Regions from separate parts of the Ovis aries genome. Here region 2 is linked to region 1. The links are chromatin contacts, called in public Hi-C maps. All regions are on one chromosome and are shown on one strand. The core of a region is the stretch at or near the end of the contact, and the rest is flanking DNA. Distances in the headings are between cores, read along the strand shown. Region 1 holds the start of FGF18 (fibroblast growth factor 18). Region 2 overlaps LOC121816785 (a long non-coding RNA gene).

Evidence for each region. A called contact is a pair of places that touch in the nucleus more often than the background predicts.
Region 2: a Hi-C map of tail adipose tissue shows a contact between it and region 1, with 2.4 times the contacts expected there. The contact joins the enhancer-like site here to the promoter of FGF18 in region 1. A contact is called at or near these places in 2 of 16 Hi-C or Micro-C datasets (muscle and tail adipose tissue).

What each region holds. Positions count from the first base shown.
Region 1 is chr16:3,396,109-3,400,051 of ARS-UI_Ramb_v3.0, forward strand. It overlaps FGF18 (fibroblast growth factor 18), which reads left to right and starts at 2,579. Exons shown (of 5, transcript XM_015101227.4): 1 at 2,579-3,163; 2 at 3,332-3,368. The coding sequence starts at 3,132.
Region 2 is chr16:3,720,323-3,724,643 of ARS-UI_Ramb_v3.0, forward strand. LOC121816785 (a long non-coding RNA gene) reads right to left here. Exons shown (of 6, transcript XR_006056474.2): 5 at 3,103-3,248. Among named protein-coding and RNA genes, the nearest start is that of FBXW11, 250 kb to the right of the region's middle. Within about 2 kb of position 1,394, at least 3 of the 54 cell types and tissues checked have an H3K27ac peak or open chromatin away from gene starts, as enhancers often do. A contact at or near this core is called in tail adipose tissue, where this site is marked.

The DNA of each region.
Region 1 (3,943 bases), core at 1,329-3,828:
TTTGGTAACTCACAGCAACTCAACACTTGTTGCTGTTCTTAGATGTGGAAGATGTGGCTTGTAGATGAGGAAGCTTGTAGGAATTTGTAAGTAAGTGTTGGAGGCAGTACTCAAAGCCAGGACCTCTAACTCTTGAGTTTACACTCAGAACATCTCTTCAAGTCAGTCCTATTTGTTACAATCCTATTTGTAAGTAAGTCGCTCAGTCGTGCCTGGCTCTTTCCGACCCCATGGATTGCAGCCCACCAGGCTCCTCTGTCCATGAGATTTTCCAGGTAAGGACATACTGGAGTGGGTTTCCATTTCCTTCTCCAGGGGATCTTCCCAACCCAGGGATCGAACCCAGATCTCCCACACTGCAGTCAGATTACTGACTGAAGGGAAGCCCAATCCTATTTGGGTAACAACTTTGTGAAATCAACAAACACTGTCTGAGCCTTAAAAAAAACTGTAAGCATTTTAGAATATGAGTGATGATGTACTCATTCAAAAGTAACAGAAAACAGTAATAGTATAGGAAACTGGAAGTGTTGATTCTTAGCCAGGAGATGCTTCAAACACCCCACAGTAGGCCTAAACTACCTCTTAACTGGTCTGTCAGAGGTCTTAATGAAGTAAGATAAAGCACGTGGTGATGTCACAGGACCCAAGGGGAGCATTTCTGTCCATCTCTTTTGTGGTTGGTCATTGCCTGCTGTCTTGGGATTTATCAGCTCTAGCCATGAGAATGTCTAAGTAAATACAGCCCAGTGCTTCAAACAAGAACTTTCTGCATCACTCAGCATCTGGCTTTGAAAAGGTTTTCTGCACTTGTGTTCAGTGCTGAAACAGAGGCTGTTTAAGATAGCCTCAGCTTTGGGCTTCCCTGGTGGTTCAGTGGTAAAGAATCCGCCTGCCAGTGTAGGAGACACGGGTTTGATCCCTGATCTGGGAGGATCACACATGTTTTGGAGCGATTAAGCCCTTGTGCCACAATGACTGGGCCTGTGCTCTAGAGCTGGGGAGCTGCAACTGCTGAGCCTGTGTGCCTAGAGCCTGAGCTCCGCGACAGGAAAAGCCACGGCAGAGAGGAGCCCGCACACCTCAACTAGAGGCAGCCCCTGTGTGCCGCTACCTGAGGACGCCTGTGCAGCAAAGACCCAGCCCAGCCAGAGATAAACCCATAAAAACCATGCAGGGAGGCCTGATAGCCAGAACCACCGCTGATACTTATATAGGAAGTATTACTGTTGGACAGCGCCTGTGGCAACCCACTCCAGTGTTACTGCCTGGAGAATCACTTGGACAGAGGAGCTTGGCAGGCTACGGTCCATAGGGTTGCAAAGAGTAGGACATTACTGACCGATTAAACACAAGAAAACCACAGTGAACATAGAAAACCATCAATCATGGCACAACCATGGCACATAATCATGACACAAATTTTTAACCAAATAGTTTGGATTCCTGAATTTTGCTTTCTGAGCTTATTCAGTTGCTTTCCTACTGTGACAGTAGAGCCTGGCTGGCTGGAGCTTCACACAGTGTGAGGCACTTAAGTGTGATAAGAACACCTACATTCTGAGGTTGGTGGGAAGGACAGGAGTGATGCCTCTGAGGAAGCAGAGGGGGTAAGAAGAGATGGTCTCAGAAGGGACCTGGTTAAACGAGTCAAACTGCTTAGTATGCAAAGAATAGCAAATCTCAGCCTAGAGACCAGAAGAGGGCCTGGAGTGGTCGCTGACCAGAGTCCTGCTGGCTCCTCCCGGGCCTGTATAGCCTGCCCGGGCTGGGCTGCAGTGAAGCCTTGGGGACGCTAGGTGGCAGCCGTGCGTTTCCAAAGGTGGCTCGCCCCTCAGAGAGCCCAGCTGGGAACAACCCCGGAGCCCTGGAAGGGGGTGGGTGGGGGGCGTAAGAGAAACCCTCAATGCCCCCTCCTTTTCAACGGCAGGGACGGAGATTAGAAGGGGGTTCACTCAGGGTGGCCAGGCTTCCCAGAGGGATCTGGGACACGCTACGATCCTCTGTGGACTCACAGGGTGGGTAAAAGCGACCCCCCTTACGTGGAGCCGCCCCGAGGGTTGGGCCTGACCCGCCCTCTCCCTGCTCCCCACTCAGGCGCTGGTGGGTGTGAGTGCGAGGACGAATGTGGGTGAGGAAGGACATTCTGCACCTAACTGCGTTCTGGGGGACCGCAGCCGGCCCAGTTTTGGCATCCTTTGCGCCGTGGCGCTGGTCATTGCGCCCAGGCGCAGAATTTCGACGGCTCCCGGCGCTCATCAGCTCCAGCCTCGCGGGCTCTGCCCCTTCGGAGCTGCCGGTCCCGTCGCCGAGAGTCTGAGCGCCTCCCTCCCAGCCGGAGCGCCAGGAGAAGAGGCGGCGGCAGTGGAGAGGCCGCGGCAGGCCGGCAAGGCGGCAGGGCCGCCTTTGATGTGGGCGCGGCGCACCCAGGCGAGCTGAGCGCCCGTCCGGCCGCGCCCCGAGGGGGGAGCCCCCGGGCCCCGCATCCTCATTGTGCCGGCTCGGGCCCGGGCCCGCCCCCGGCCCCCCGCCCCCTCGCCGCCCGCGCGTAGAAAACGCCCCGGCCGCCGCCAGTGGTGGGAGGCGGCGATGCGCACGGCCGGAGAGACGCGGAGGAGGAGACATGAGCCGGCAGGCGCCCGGACGGAGCGGCCGTGACGCGTTCGTGCTGCCGCCGCGCGCCCCGGCCCCAGAGCGCTGACCCCTGGCCCCGCGCAGCCCCACGGCCCGCCTGGAGAGTGCGCCCCAGCTTCCAGACCTTCCGCGCATGCTGCCCCCGGAGTGAGTCGGGCAGCCAGCCTCCCGCGGACGCCCGGACGGCCGGCCGGCCGGCAGAGAGCCAGGTTCCTCGCACCGGCGGGTGCCTCCTGCCCAGCGGCGGCCGCCTCGCAGCCCCCGCGCCAGCCCGGAGGGCGCAGCGCTCGGGAGGAGCCGCGCGGGGCGCTGATGCCGCAGGGCGCGCCGCGGAGCGCCCCGGAGCAGCAGAGTCTGCAGCAGCAGCAGCCGGCGAGGAGGGAGCAGCAGCAGCGGCGGCGGCGGCGGCGGCGGCGGCGGAGGCGCCCGGTCCCGGCCGCGCGAAGGGGACATGTGCAGGCTGGGCTAGGAGCCGCCGCCTCCCTCCCCGCCCAGCGATGTATTCAGCGCCCTCCGCCTGCACTTGCCTGTAAGCGCCCGCGCTCGGCGGGGCTGCCCACCCTGCCCGGACGTCTGTCCGTGTGCCTGTGGCTCTGCCCGCTCCGCCGTTCTTTTGACTTTGCGGCTGCGTCTGTCTGTGCGCGCGTTTCCCTCCCTCCAGTCCCAATGACCTCCTCTCCCTCTCTCTCCCCCGCAGGTGTTTACACTTCCTGCTGCTGTGCTTCCAGGTACAGGTACGTGGGCTCCTGACTCTGACGTTCCCTCTGCACCCACCTGCCCCTGCCTCCCGGTACGCGCCGGTCCCCTTCCCCCGGGCCGCGCCCCCTCCCTGGGCCCCACCCCTCCTGGGCGTGGAACGGTGCACCTGTTCCCAGGGCGCCGAAGGGCGGCTCCGCGTGCGCCCAGCGCGGGCGGGGAACCGGCCAAGGGCAAGGGGCTCTGTTGCTGGACTCAGGCCGGCGCGGCCCCAGTCCGCTTCGGCTGGGAGCAGACCCTTGGAGCGGAGGGCTCAGTCGCCACAGTGTGCCAGGCTCCGAGCCCCTCGGCCCCGGCGAGGAGTTAGGATGGAGGGATTTTCTCTGCCAACCGTCTCTTCACCATCTCCGCTCGCTCTTCCAAACAAAAAGGCTCCTTTCAACCGAGTAGATTCCGAGTCCAGGGAGAAAGCTTCAGTTGTAAATTACCCTGTGGTTTCAGAGGCGTTTGCAGCATTGAGAGATGTGGAGCTAGGAGGGGAGACGGGAGAGAGGGCGCAGAGCGGAGCACCTAAGCAGAGGGACCCTTGCCTGCGAGGCAACGGGCCGCGCTT
Region 2 (4,321 bases), core at 144-2,643, 320 kb after region 1:
TCAGGATATAATTGTAGGATTTATACCCATTCCCATGATTCAAAATCACTGGGGCTTCCAGATGGGCACCGTTTTCATTCTGCTCTAGTTCACCTTCTTAAAACCAAGCCATGGAGAGTTTGGCCATCTGCTCCTCCAGACCCCTTCATCTCCAGATGTGGACAGTTGAGGCAGCCCCATAAGCCTGAACCAAAAGCCATGATTCTTAAGAAATCTAAGATTCTGTCCTATAGTATGACCATGCCCAAGAAATAGTGTAGAACCTTCCAAATCTGTGATAGCAGAGTGGTTGGTCAGGTCACCAACGAAATACGAATTCTGCATCCAGTTGCCGGATGCACATGTTCTGTCTGAGTCTGGATCTCTGCACTTCCATTAGCAGAAGACCACATGATGTAGTTTCTTTTCCCTTAATTCTCAGCTACAGATTCACCCACATGGCTCTTCTCATCATTAAGAAAGTACAATCTTGACGAGGCACTGGTGGAGCTACGGTGGGTGGTGGAGTCAACACATCAGGTCTCTCCAATCCCAAACTTCTTGGATCTGAAAAACCCCAAACTTTCCCCCTAGGAAGCTGCATGAAACTAAATGGATTCCTTAAACACCGCTCAAACTTCTTTTAAATATCCCAGCAAACTCACAATAGAAATGGTACAGATATTTACAAAATTACAGCTTCCATGGGTTTCTTCCTCCCTCACATCCTCAAATGAATCTTGGCTGCAGAGTTCCCACCTCAGGACTTTCTGATGGTCGAGGAAGAAAGGAGAGTGTGCTGGTATCCTTTTCTGACTCAAGGTAAGGGTTAAAACCCTTTTTCCCTCTCTCTGCAGGTGCCCCCTCTGGGGTAAGTGAACTCAGCTTTTCCATGTTTAGACCAAACGCCTCAAATTTCTTCCTGGCAGGTGTTCATGGGTGTGAGCAAATTAGATTTTGAAAGTATTTTTGCCACGAGTCTCAAGCCCGCAATATAGGTTATATGTTGGAAGTCCGGGGCCAGCCAGTACCACTTCTCTGAGACACTGAAAATCTGGGCTGATGAAAAGGAAAGTTAATAAATTGTGGAGTCCAGAATCAGGAAAACCCGAGTTTGAATTCAAGGGCTGCCTCTCCCCAGCGGTGCGACTGTGGGCATGCCGCTCCCTGAACCGCCCCATCCTCCCCTGGACAGCAGGTGTCCCTCACTGCCGCGTTTGGGAATCCGACAAGATGTCACATGTAAACTGTCTGGCCCGTGCTTAGGGTTTACTAAACAGTTATGTATTAGTCAGGGTTCTTGATTACAAGCTGTGTGGTAATCAAATGGAATTTATTGGAAGGCTATCAGGGGCTCAGAGAATTGGCAGAGAGCAGTGATGAAGTCTGGAACGCGGCCAGAAACCAGGAGATTGCTGGAGGCTTAAGCAACAGGGCCTTGGTAAGGTCATGGGAAGAGACGCCGGCACGCCACCGCGGCCCTGGCCTGGATGCCTCCAGCCCCTCCTCCCCGCTGTGCACCACTCACTCAAGCTGCTGGGGCCTGGAGAGGACACCTGGGTGCCCCCACCTGGGCTCCATGCCCACCCCCTGGCTGCAGCTGGAGCAGACGGAGGGAAAACCGGCACTTCTGCCTCCGTCGAGGCGGTGGGGGCAACCGCACCCCCAACCCTCGACTACACACGAGGGCAGGAGGGCGAGTCTCTCTGGGGAAATGAGGGGCTATTAGAGGGCAGGCTGGCTGCTGAAGAGCCCCAAACCCACAAATGCTCGCTGCAGGTGCTACTATTTAAACCCAGGAGAGAAGGCAGAAGCTTCTCCATGTGACCAGGGGCAGAAGTTATGCGGCATGGAGGGGGGTGTAGGCTTGGGTTTCCCACCAACTCCCTCTGCAGGGGTCACAGTGACCCGAGGAAGCTGAGAGGGGTAGTGCCTAAGCCTCCCTTGATCTTGTCTGTGACCTTGAGCAAGCACCTTCACCTGTCTGAGGGTCTATTCCGAGCAGGAAATAGCCACGAGAGTCCAAAAGACAGTCTACCGAGAATGAGAGCAGGCATACGTGGCAAACCCAGGAAGAGCCAGCAGGGCGACGGCAGTGCCTGCTGCACAGGCTTCCCGGCCCCAGAGCAGAGAAGCAGCGGGGCACACACGCTGCCTATATGATACGGGTGCGATGCCGATGTGGGCTGGGGACAGGGCACAGTCACCCACTAAGGCTGCCAAGTCCAGCCTCCTGTGGAGCCTCCAACAATAACATGCTGATATTAATGCCTCCAGGAGCCTGGGGTGTGCATTTCTTTCCTAACATAAAGATGCCTTCGCACCTAAAGCAACACTCAGTTCTGTCCTCAGAGGTTTTCCAGGGACATTGAGCAACTTACCTATTTTGCAGCCCAGAGCTTCCCATCCCACCCACCCGTGACTCTGTTGAAATGTCAGAGAAACCCCGGCCCAGCTTCGTGTAACCTGAGAGTTGCCCAGGGCAGCCACCCTACGGAAAGAGAATCTGGTTCAGTGAAAACATTCGAGACAGAGCAGACATACACATCTCTCTTTTTCTTTTTTCTGGAAGATGATTTTCCACAGTTAGCCACAAGATCCATTTTCTAAATGAGAAAATAATGGCTTGTGTGTCGCCACTGGGAGCCAAAGCATTTATCATTGATGAACTCGGCAGCATTTATTAAGTACCTGTTCTATATGGAGCACTCCATTACATGCCCGTAAGGGATGCTGGGGAAGGCACCGCAAACAGGATGTGCTCTGCCACTCACTTTCTCCTGGTTTCCAGGCTCCCCACCCTCGCTCTTTGCTTCCAACATAATACAGTGCTGACTTTGTCACGTCCTTGCTGGAAATCCTCTATGACTTTCCAGTACCTTCAGAAACCTCTTTGCACAATTTGCAGAGTCTTCCAGGACCTGATTCCTGCCTGCTTCTCCAGCTTTTCTGCCTTCCCCGTCCCTCACGACTTCTACCTGCATCTACTTATTCACTGATTTCCCATCCGTTCATTCCCCAGATACTCAATGGGCAGTCACTCCAAATCTGATACTCTGTCAGCCGCTAGGGATGCAGCTGGGGGAGACAAGAAAATGAGATCCCTTCTCTTAGGAAGCTCACCTTCTAGTGCAGTGTAGATGCCAGTGAGAGAAAGAAAGTAGGAGGGTTGCAGGCTGTGCAAAGGGCCACGTGCAATTCCCTGGTGGTCCAGTGGTTAGGACTCTGATTTCACTGCTGAGAGCCCAGGTTCACTCCTGGCTGGGGAGCTAAGAATGCACGAGATGAGAAAAAAAAAAGTGAGATGAGAAAAAAAAAAGAAGTATCAAACGATCGAACACACACACAAAATAACACAAGAGGGTGATGTGATTGAAAGTGACAGGGGAAGGACCGGGCACATTTAGCCATACGTGAGTGGAGAACCAGCCCATACGAAACACGTGCAACTCCGTGGTTGTCCAACACACGGTCTCTCCCCTGCGCATGTGCATGAGCTCTGCCTCCTCCAAATGCCCACCTCCCCGGTCCTTCTTCTGCCCATAAGGCTGACTCAGTATCATCTCTACAGGGACGCCAAGGACCAGCCCCTTCTCTCTGTTCCCCAGATGCTCTGAGCTTCTCTCCAGCTTAACTCCACTCCACTGCAACACACCTACTCTACCCCGATGCCCAGCATCCAGGGAGCGGGGCCCAGAAGTCACCCCTGCCTCGTGCGGAGAACCAGGGAGGGAGGAAAAAGCTGGAGGGGACTGAGCGGGGGCACCCAGATGGGGTCTGAGCTTGGTGAACATCAACCATTTTTCCAGCATTTTTTGTTTGATTAAATCCCAAAGGACATTTTTTTTTCCCTCCAACTCCTTTTTCCTTTAACTTTTAAGCCATATGGTTCTGATTCATTTATACTTAACTAATTACAACATTGGTTTTGTAAGAGCTATTTGATGTCCGTGAGTCTTCTGAGTCCTTTCATACAATTTTCTAACCCTTTTTACTGTGAAACCCAAAGTGGTCTTTCGCCAGCAGTAAACAGTGTCCAGTGCCAAAAGGTTACAGTTTGGTCTTAGTTTGGTCACAGGGACCAGGCCTTGTGGTTACAAGACCTTGGAATTTGGCAAAATGTGTTTTTCGACTCCCAGTGAAATTCTAAAAAGGTTTCTCAGAGAAATAATGAGAGGAGAACACATAAATAAGAAAAGCAGCTCTTAAAAAGCAAGGCCTTTCCCTTCAGAGAAGCCCTCCTGTGGTCACGGCTTCTTTCAGCCTTGCCCTAGGAACAGCGGCCAGGAGCTGGATTGCTCAAGAAAGTCTGGAGGCATTTGCCGTTTGCGATCCTGCCCTG